2 separate regions of the Mus musculus genome follow, and region 2 is linked to region 1. A link is a contact called in public Hi-C data. All regions are on one chromosome and are shown on one strand. Each heading gives the region's core, a stretch centred on a gene start, on an enhancer-like site or on the middle of the called end of the contact. The rest is flanking DNA. Distances are from core to core; before and after follow the strand shown.

Region 1 (5,388 bases), core at 1,207-3,706:
AGCTGTCTCTCCAGCCCATTAATACAAAAATTTAAGAATGTTTAAGGATATGAAAATATTAACTACACTGATTTGGTTACTGTACTGAATCATCATACTGTACTCCAAAACTTACACAATTAAAATATTGATTTTTTTGTTTTATTTTTGAGACAGAGTTTCTCTGTGTAACTCTAGCTGTGCTGAACTCTCTCTGTAAACCAGGCAGTCCCCAAACTCAGAGATTCTTCTGCCTGTGCCTCCTAAGTGCTGGGATCAAAGGCATGTGCCACAACCACCCAGCTTAATAATGATTATTTTTAAAGTAGAGTTCAAACTCAAGTGTTTTAGACTGAAAATTCAATGAGTGTTTAATACCATTTTCCTCAAAATGGAAGAAAAGAAAAGATTGGTGTGACTTCAGATAGTAAAGGTGATTTCATAGAAGGTACACTGAAATATATTTCAACTTAATCTGGTAACTAAGAAAATAATAATTTATATCCCTAGAAACGTAGTTTGTCTTTTAATTGTAGCAGGAAGAGAACAGGCATGGAGAACTCACCTTTTTATTCCTCAGTGTTAAACACCTCAAAGATAGTATAATTTATTCTTCTATTTCTTTAGGAAATTTACCACAATAAAGGTGGTAATTTAGCTTAATTGTGAAAATTAAGAGTTAGGTTAAGGAAAAGAGGTTCTTAAATATTGCTAAAATGGTTATTCATACTCTTTATATAAGAATATTTCATGATAAAAGCAATCTACAGCAAACCAGTAGCCAACATCAAAGTAAATGGTGAGAAGCTGGAAGCAATCCCACTAAAATCAGGGACTAGACAAGGCTGTCCACTTTCTCCCTACCTCTTCAACATAGTACTTGAAGTCCTAGCCAGAGCAATTCGACAACAAAAGGAGATCCAGGGGATACAAATTGGAAAAGATGAAGTCAAAATATCACTTTTTGCAGATGATATGATAGTATATATAAGTGACCCTAAAAATTCCACCTGAGAACTCCTAACCCTGATAAACAGCTTCGGTGAAGTAGCTGGATATAAAATTAACTCAAACAAGTCAATGGCCTTTCTCTACACAAAGAATAAACAGGCTGAGAAAGAAATTAGGGAAACAACACCCTTCTCAATAGTCACAAATAATATAAAATATCTTGGCATGACTCTAATTAAGGAAGTGAAAGATCTGTATGATAAGAACTTCAAGTCTCTGAAGAAAGAAATTAAAAAAGATCTCAGAAGATGGAAAGATCTCCCATGCTCATGGATTGGCAGGATCAACATTGTAAAAATGGCTACTTGCCCTTGCTATATCTGACTGGAGCCTGTTCTTCCTGTGATCTTGGTTGTGGCAGAACTCCCCAGATTTCAGTTGTCTCTGTGATCCTGTGATCCTGTGATCCTGAGATCCTGTGATCCTGTGATCCTGAGATCCTGGGTGTGTCAGAGCTCCTGGGAGTCAAACTGCCTCTGGGACCCTGAGAGCATGGTGTGTCTAAACTCCTGTGATCTTTTGATCCAGTGATCCTGTGGTCCTGGGAGTGTTAGCGTGCCAGGGAGAGGATCTTCCTCTGGGACTTGTGGGATTGACTACAGAGGTCGTTCCCAAGGCCTCTCAGGTCACTGGCCCACAGACTGGAAAGAACCTGTGCCACTGGTCAGGCTGAATTCCTGGGTGCATGGTTCCTGCTGGTCCCAGTTACTTCGGGTGTTGGGATGTTGTGTCCTCCTCACCTCTGATCCTATGATCCTGGGAGTTTTAGAGTGCCTAGAAGTAGATCTTCCTCTGGGTGTTGTCGGATTGGTTGTGGAGTTCAGTCCCAAGGTCTGCTAGAGGCACTGGCCCAGACCGAAAGCTTCTTCCCCATTTTTGTTCCTACAGTTCTTTCATACAGGAACAATTCTGGGTCAGAGCTTTTGAGTGTGGGATGGAAACCTCATCCCTCCACTTGATGCCCTATCTTTCTACTGGAGGTGGATTCTATAAGTTCCTTCTCCTCACTATAGGACATTTCATCTAAGGTCCCTCCCTTTGATTTTAAAAAAGATTTATTTATTTTTACTTATATGAGTACACTGCAGCTGTCTCAGACACACACCAGAAGAGTGTATCGGATCCCATTACAGATGGTTGTGAGCTACCATGTGATTGCTAGGAATTGAACTCAGAACCTCTGGAAGAGCAGTCAGGGCTCTTAACTGATGAGCCAACACTCCAGTCCCCTCCCTTTGATTTTAATGACAATGAGTTATATTGCTTTAGGGAAGCTGCCTGAGTTATCTTTTTTCTGGACCAACAAATTACAACTGTACTTAGTGTGTTTAAAAGGACAATTACATTCCTAAATCTGCAATTTGAGCAAGGCTCAGTGGTTGCAGCTTATGCCTACTCTGTTCTGTGACTGCTGAGTGCTGGAGAGCTGTGGTTTAGCATTTCATGGAAGTATGTGCCTTTAGCAATATGATTACTGGCTAAGACATGAGTCAAGCCTTTCAGCTGACTCACTCATTCCATGTGTGACTCAATCCTGTGTTGTGGCTTTAAAATATTGTGAGTGAAATTAAAGGATGAGGAATGAGGGAGGGGAGAGGCTAAGAGTGAGAGAATCAGGGAATGCAGGCAAAGGGAGGAGGAAACCTGAAAGATGGTGGGGGAAGAAGGAAGAATGTGAATGAATGAATGAGTGAATGAATAAATGAATATGAACAAGCACAAGTGAGCAATCACAAACTGACCTCAATAGCATGTGATGTTGTCAAGCTGCTAGGTGCATTGGAACTATGCTTTAATACTTCAGAATTATATGACTTCACGTATTCTCACCTAAATATGCTTATATTTTATTTATATACCATATATGTAAAATATGCTGTGTTTTAGAGTATAATTTTAGATCCTATATTACCCTTCATATGTGTTCTTGAATTCTTTTATTCTATGATTTTTTTCACTGCTTCTTTTCCTTTCATAGTCTTGGCATAGGCAAAGACTATTGGTCAGTCATTTTGTAGCATATCCCTAGATTTGGGCCTGTCCGAATTTTTTTTTTTTAATTTTATGTATTCACTTTACATCTTTTTTTTTTTTTTTTAAAGATTTATTTATTTATTTATTGTAAGTACACTGTAGCTGTCCTCAGACACTCCAGAAGAGGGAGTCAGATCTCGTTACAGATGGTTGTGAGCCACCATGTGGTTGCTGGGATTTGAACTCCTGACCTTCGGAAGAGCAGTCGGGTGCTCTTACCCACTGAGCCATCTCACCAGCCCCCTCACTTTACATCTTGATTGCAGCTTCTCTTCCTTCTCTCCTTCCAGTCCCTACCCCTCATGTCCCCTCCCCTAAGCCCCCTTCCCTTTCTTCTCAGAGATGATGAGATATCCAATGTATATCAAGAAGACTTGGCAAATCAAGTTGCAGCAGGACTAAGCACATCATGTCCCATTGAGGTAAGACAAGACAGTCCGGTTAGAGGAAAGGGATCCAAAGGCAGGCAACAGACAGCCCCTTCTTCCACATGAAGACCAAGCTGCACATCTGCTACAAATGTGGAGAAGGCCTAGGTTCAGCCTCGGCATGCTTTTTTATTTTATTTTATTTTTATTTTTTGTGGTTCAGTATCTGTGAACCACCATGGATTCAGGTTAATTTATTCTGTAGATTCTCCTTGAGCCCTCTGGCTCCTTCAATCCTTCCTCGTCCTCTTCCACAAGATTTATGAAGCTCCACCTATTGTTTGGTGTGGAGCACCTGCATCTGTTTCTATCAGCTGGTGGGTGAAGCCTGTCAGAAGACAGTTATGCTACATGCTTGTCTGCAAATATAGCAGAATATCATTGATAGTGTAAGGGGTTGGCTCTCTCTCATGGCATGGACCTCAATTTGGGCCAGTTATTGGTTAGCCATTTCCTCAATTTCTCTTCAGTCTTTATCCTTGCATCTTGTAGGCAGGACAGATTGTGGGTCGCAAGTTTTCTGGATGAGTTGGTGTCCCTATCCATCATAGGAAGTTTTTCCTTGTTACAGTATGTGGCTTTTTCAGGTTCCATATCCCCTATTGTGATGAGTCTTAGCTGGGGTCACGGTCATAGGACTTAGGAGTTTCCCTTGTCCCAGGTTTCTAGTTCATTCCAGAGATGACCATCCCCCAACCCAGTCTGCTCCTTCTTATGATCAGACTGAGGTTATGTACTCTTGGAAGATTACTTCAGAGGTTTTATGTTCTGTCAGTGTACCTTATCATAGGGTAGTGGTGTAGATATTTATTATTGCTGATAAACGTCTTGAGCATTTGGCCAATCTGCAGAATTGTGTCTACTTGTAATTGGTTAATGTTTTATTTTGACTTACGGACACAGTGTCTTGATAGATAACCTAGACTGGCCTTGAATTCATGATTCTTTTGCTTTCACCTCTTGGATGCTAGGATTACACACCAAACCACACCAAACCTGGCTCTATCAGCATTTTTATTCAGTGCTAAACAGTCAGCCTTGAAAACATACATATAAGTGAAATTGTATGGACTGAACAAGTTACATTTAGGGATACATATGTATATACTTATACAATATATGAATGCAATAATAATTGATTTAAAAAAGGCTTTGAGTTCAAATGAGAGTGGAAGAGGGGAATATGTGAAGGTTTGGATGGAGGAAAGGGAAGGGAGAAAATATGTAATTGTATTATAATCTCAAAAATCTTTAAAATATTTTATTATTTTTAATTATGTATAGGTGTGTCTTTGCATGTGAGTATTTATACATAGGGGCAGGTGCCTGCAGAGACCAGAGGCATCAGACTTTCTGGAGCTGGGACTGCAGACAGTTGTGAGCCATCTGATTTGGGTGCTAGGAACTGGACCTAGATCCTCTGAAAAGCGGTGTTTATACTTTACCACTGAATCGTCTTGCCAGCCCCTCTATTAACACTTTTGGTCATAAATGTATTATAGTCATTCTTTAGTGTCCATAGAGGACTTGTTACAGGCTGTTTACAAATACCAAAATCCCGTGGATGCTCAAGTGTCTCTCTCTCTGTTTCTCTATCTCTCTCTTTCTCTCTCTCTCTCTCACACACAATGAAGCTCAGTGGCTTAAAAATGGATATTAAAACTGTAAAGAAGCTTTGGGTGTTGGCAAATGCTTGCTTGAGCTCCTTTGTTAAACTAGCCATAAAGGAAAAAAAAATCCCTGACAAAGCATTATGAGAAAAAGAACCTCCAAAGATGCCACTGAGTTCATTTTGTGTTGGCCATCTACTGCTGGGCATAAGGCCTGGCCTTAAAAATCCTTTTGTATTCTCAGTGAAACCCCATTGGAAAAAAATTTTCATTTGTGAGTTGTTATAAATTTGAGTCCGTATTAATGTAGCACCATGGAGTTTATC
Region 2 (5,388 bases), core at 2,165-4,664, 280 kb before region 1:
CTGGAACTCACTTTATAGACCAGGCTAGCCTCGGACTCAGAAATCCGCCTGCTAATTTCAAGCACAGTGAGAAAAATTATCAATAATATTTCCGGACAGAATAACTATTTTGAGATATATTTCATTGATATTTCTCCCTTTTCATTTCTGATTTTATTAATTTGGATACTCTCTCTGTGCCCTCTGGTTAGTCTGGCTAAGGGCTTATCTATCTTGTTGAATTTTCTCAAAGAACCAGCTCCTGATTTGGTTAATTCTTTGTATAGCATTCTTTGTATATCTGTATTCATACCCATCTCTTAATATTATCATTAGACACACTGCTTTGAGTCATTCCTTACACCAGTAATTTTGCCTTAGGGTCAAGAAGCAAGGAGATTCTCACTGTAGCCTTGTTGAAATAGAATTTCTGGGCAGTCCCCTATCTTCTGGCACAAGTTTTTTGTAGAACCTTGTTTGTAGTAACTCTTGAGATTGAGATACCTTATCTTAGATGTTTTAGTTAACAGGATTGAAAAGGCAGATGAGTATTTACAAAGAAGAAAGACCTTGAATAGTATTGGTGGTGGTCTTGGAAGAGGACAATGAGTAATTTTAAATTATTTTTCTCCATTCAAGATCTGTCAAAGCTGTTTTAGGTCATGTACACCACAGGCTGGAGGAGGTAGGAACATACGGGTTGTGGTGAGACACTCTCCATATGGTAGATGAAACTCTTGGCACCAACACCACATTGTTGTTTCTTGAAGGCTTGGTTAATTTAAAAGGTAGCTTTTGATGTGTGGGGCAGGATGTGTCTTGCATTGAACAGTTGAATGCTCAGTGTACTAGGTGCTCTTTGTTGTAGCTTGAGGTTCTAAACTATCAATTTCATAGGATGACTAGTGTGAAGAGAGGGAGAGAGATGGAAGGAAGGAAGGAAGGAAGGGAGAGAGAGAGAGAGAGAGAGAGAGAGAGAGAGAGAGAGAGAGAGAGAGCTATGAATGAGTGAGTTATGGATATTTGGAAGCTTGTAGTCAGCTTTTCAGAAATAGAAATTAAGAGTACTTCAAGTGCTTGCTGACATTCAGTTAGGCAAAGATTGTCTTGTAGCTGGGTCTTCTAAGCAAATGGTCCATGAGTCCTTCTTTAAGGAAACTATTCTCAGTCCTTCTAATATTAGACATGTTTCTGTTGGCCCTCTGGGTTGATCGCCAGTCTTTTATTTCATTTCAACTAGAACTGTCACTTTTTCCTTCTAAAAGTATTCTTTGAACACTCTGCTTTCTTTGAGCTGAGTTCAATCTGCCAGGAACTCCAGTAGCAGCTCTGACAGGCACAAACATCAAAGGCAGTCGTCCTTCTGGATCTCATTAGGCTCCCCTAGGAGGTATTGTATATTAAGGTTCAGAGAAGTCCCAGTAATGCAAGATAAGAAATGGGGTGTTGTCCAAGGATCTCCAGCAGTTCTCCCAGTCACTGCTAGCCCTAAACCCCAGAATACAAAGATTTTCTTCTCCTAACTTGAATTAACTCGCGATTTTAAAAATGACCTCTAGGTGGAGCTCACAGTACTAACAAAGGAGAGAGAAACTGCAGCCTTTTGTGTGGCTTTTCACTCTGGGATGGTTTTTGAGCCCCCCCCCACCCCCTTTTCCCTTTTGCTTTCCTCAATTTGATTGCCTTTTTAATAGTCAACAAGAAAGAAGAGGCTCTGCCTAATAATTCCTTGAGTCTTAGATGGAAATCTCTATCTCCCTGCTTTGTCTTTCTGATATGGAGAAGCTGCTGCATTAAGAGAGGATTTGCCTGCATTTGAAGTGGAGGTGAATAATTTGCCTTCTCTTCCTGGTATGACTTGGCACTGTTTTTTGGACATGTGCTGTACGCAGTATATCACCCAGGCGGAAGATTTCTCATCAATAATAGTGCCCACACTGGGCTGATGCTGAGTCACTTGGCTACCCATTGGGAAAGCTGGAAAAAAAAATGTTCTGATTTGTGAGGGGCTTAAAGCTTTTCTTTCTCTCACCATGAAGCTCCGGACTGCAGCTAATTAAAGTGCCACCTAAGATGTGTTGACCTCAGCTTTCTTTTGTGACCAAAACTACCAAACTGAGTGATAGGGAGACTCATATTCGCAGTGGTCTGAGGGCCTTACCTCTTGGTTTTTGTGACAGTGACCCTGTCTCAAAACAGAAGTGTGTGAATGGGCTTTGTTGTCCTCTTTGCTAGGAGTGATCACTGTAAAAGATAAATGAGGATGTCTCTGCTTCCTTGAAGGGTAAATTTGTTATCTCTGTCTCCCTGCCTTTTCCTGCTCCTCCCTGGAGAGAGGTCATTGGTACTTTTGTGTTTTGAAACTCACCGTGTTGATTTCAAGTGGAAATTTAATATTGGGAAATAAGCACCCATTTTTATTTAAGATTCTGCATTTCCTGCAAGCATGTGCTCTTTAAAAATATTTTTTGAGGTTATAATATAATTACATCATTTCTCCCTTCCTTTTCCTTCCTCCAAACCCTTCCAGTATCGTCTTTGTCACTTTTTGTCTTTTTCTTTCAGCAAAGAACAAGGATGCCTGCTGTTTTTCTGGTTAATAGAGCCTTTGAATAGGCATATAGTGATAATTGGGTGATTTGGGGTGTCTTCTGGAGGATTTACAGTGTCCGGAACAGAGGAGGAGTCCCCCCAAGGTCACTATGGAAGAGACTCAGGCTGCCTTTGGTCTCCCTGGCCAGTTCTGAGTCAGATGTGAGGAGCAGCTTCCTGAGAGTGGCTCAGACTTGTTCCCCAGCTGAATTAATCACCTAGCTCAGTGCTGGACCACCTCTGAACTGTTTCCTTGTGCGCTTTGCATCTGGGGTCGAAGCTTGTCAGCCCATGCCCAGAGAAAAGAAATACCAGCACGGAAGACCTGGGGAGGCAGTGTCCTGAGGGTGGCATGAGGGAGTAGCTGTGGCCTTGGCCACAGCAGGTACAGAGAAGTTGGCTGCATGTTCCCAACTCCTTAGGCATACGACTCCCACGCACAGGCTTCGAGTGAGGTAGGAAGATTTCCACTGCAGAGAGCAAAGCAAAGTGCACCTCACCTCTCTGCCTTTATCACTAAACTCTGCTAATCCCAGGCACTGCAGTGTGCATAGCATACAGTCTGTACTGACCAGTTAGGACCCTGACTACCACCCTCGGAGCCCATGTTTCTGAGGGTGTGCTTTTCCACCTGAGGCACTTAGGAGCTTGTGAATAGGGCACATTTCCTCACACCTGCTTCAAGATCAGGGGTGGGGTGAGTCCTTACTTCTTCACTGCATCCCTGTCTGACTTCTAACTGCCTGCCCCTTCATTCTGCCCAAAGTCTTTCTTGTCCCTATGGAGTCTACTGTGAGTGGCACTGCATCCAAAAGACTCACCATGCCATCATCCTTCCTCACTGGCCCTTAGCCAACAATTGTTGGAAGGCGGCTAGTGCCTGCCCTTCTTTCTCCTGCCTCTCACATGCCCTATAAATGTTCCTGGGAGCTTACCCCGTGGGCTTGAGCTTTCTGGCAAAAATGCCCTTTGCTGCCTGCCTTCCTTTCCCTTCTTGCTTTTGAAGACCTCTTTCTTTGACCACCCCCCACCCCTTTCAAACACCGTGTGCTTTAATCCTAGTCTCTAGCTCTGTCCCTAAGGAGACCACTAATGAGGACACAACCTCTGCGTTAGGTCCTTTTCTCATGCTTCCCTGCCTTTAAGACAATAGTGCATTTCATTGAGTCGGGTTACCAGCATCCTCTCAGCAAACTCAATGCCACAAGCATTTGTAGCACACCAAGAATGTGCCAGGAAATGGGCTGGGAGCTGCAGATTCTGGAAGGGAGGGGGTGATCAGCTGCAGTTCCTTTTCTTCACGTGCTTTCACATACCTAGGGTGACACAGGGATGCTACGGAGGCTGTGCTGGTGGGGGAGGGTTATTTAATAGAGAGTCATGAAGTGGTCCTGGGGGCCTAGGAAGTGAAACTTTAGGAGCGGAGGCAGGCTGTCTCTCAGGGTGCTAATCCTGCCCCTTCCTCTCTTCCTTTGTCATGACCTTGTTAGCTTATAGGTGAGGCTTCTTCTGAGCTCCCCATCACTTGGTACTTGGAACAAGTGCTCCCAGCAGTGCTCCTCTCCCTTGGTATGTTTACTCCTGCTGCACTACACAGTTTCCATTGGAATAGGTTTGGAGAGGAGAGGAAAGGCTTCAGCCAGGATACCTCATGCCCCTATTTGTTATAGCTTTCAGTGTCTTTGCAGAATGTCGAAGAATGCAGTCATTCTGCTTCCTGCATCTACTCTGAGTATTCTTCAGGGACAAAGAGCGTGCAAACTGTGACCTTGCTCTGGCTTCTAGTACTGAGCTTACAGCCACTGTCTCTCCACCCCTGTTTAGGTATCTTCAAGTTTTTGTCTCACAGTCATCCAGGTGAAGGTGATGTTCGTCTTCCTTATATCTCCTCAGCTCAGTGCTGTCCAAAGGAAGGACAGTATGGAGGAGAGATATATGGAGGCTGACTGTATTGTAAGCCATTTTTTACCTCTTGGGTGCTACATGACCTTTTGGAGATTGCTTCATTTTTCCCATCCCTGTCTTTTAAAGTGTGAGAGCAGTGCCCATCTCAGAGGTTAGTTACCGAGATTGAAGATGTTGGTATTCTAAAGGAGGTGGTTGCTTTACTCTGGCTTGTAGATTTTCAGATTTTGAACAAATCTCTGTTTTGAAAAGGTTTATTTATTTTTATTACATTTTTTATACAATATATTTTGATCATACTCTTTCACCTCCCCAACTTCTCCTAACTCTTCACCTCCATAGCTATCTTTCTCTCTTTTTCCAAAAAAGTCGAAAGCAAACAAATTTGTTTTATGTGTATGGCTGTTTGCCTACATGAATACATGTGTACCAGGAGCTTATCTGGTGCCCTCCGAGGCCAGAAGAAGGTGTCACATCTTCTGGAACTGCTGGAAACTGAGCCCAGGTCCTCTGCAAGAGCAACAAGCACTCTTAATGGCTGAGTCATCCCTTATCTCCCTTCACAATTATCTTTGTGCGATATGTATGTATGTATGTACGTATATACATATGTATGTGCATATGTATGAAATGTATGTATGTATATGTAGTATAAGTAGGAGTTTGATATATTTTGTGTGATAGTTTATGGAGTAATTATAATCCAGATCCTCATGGAAATGCTGTTTGCTTTCAGGCATGGCCAACCTGTGCCTTAGGGTAGTTATGAACGTAAGGCAACAACAACAACAAAAAAAACACTTAAATGTACTTAAAGCATTATGGAAGAAGAAGAGGAGAGAGGGAGAGAAGAGAGAGGAGAGAGGAGAGAGGAAAGAGGAGAAGAAAAGGAAGGGGAGGTAGGAAGGTAGA

The links. Hi-C and Micro-C count contacts between places; a contact is called where the count stands out from the background.
Region 2: a Hi-C map of the C2C12 cell line shows a contact between it and region 1, with 6 times the contacts expected there. The contact joins two enhancer-like sites. A contact is called at or near these places in 4 of 39 promoter capture datasets (the 3T3-L1 cell line, embryonic stem cells and hippocampal neurons), 1 of 15 datasets of contacts at CTCF or cohesin (the NIH/3T3 cell line), 5 of 484 Hi-C or Micro-C datasets (the C2C12 cell line, cortical neurons, embryonic fibroblasts and 2 more) and 1 of 115 datasets of contacts at active chromatin or transcription factors (the NIH/3T3 cell line).

What each region holds. Positions count from the first base shown.
Region 1 is chrX:157,026,194-157,031,581 of GRCm38.p6, reverse strand. No RefSeq gene overlaps it. Among named protein-coding and RNA genes, the nearest start is that of Gm52451, 230 kb to the left of the region's middle. Within about 2 kb of position 2,456, at least 29 of the 459 cell types and tissues checked have an H3K27ac peak or open chromatin away from gene starts, as enhancers often do. A contact at or near this core is called in the C2C12 cell line, where this site is marked.
Region 2 is chrX:157,303,692-157,309,079 of GRCm38.p6, reverse strand. The region is part of intron 12 of Phex (phosphate regulating endopeptidase homolog, X-linked); the gene reads left to right. Among named protein-coding and RNA genes, the nearest start is that of Gm25795, 6.8 kb to the right of the region's middle. Within about 2 kb of position 3,414, at least 25 of the 459 cell types and tissues checked have an H3K27ac peak or open chromatin away from gene starts, as enhancers often do. A contact at or near this core is called in the C2C12 cell line, where this site is marked.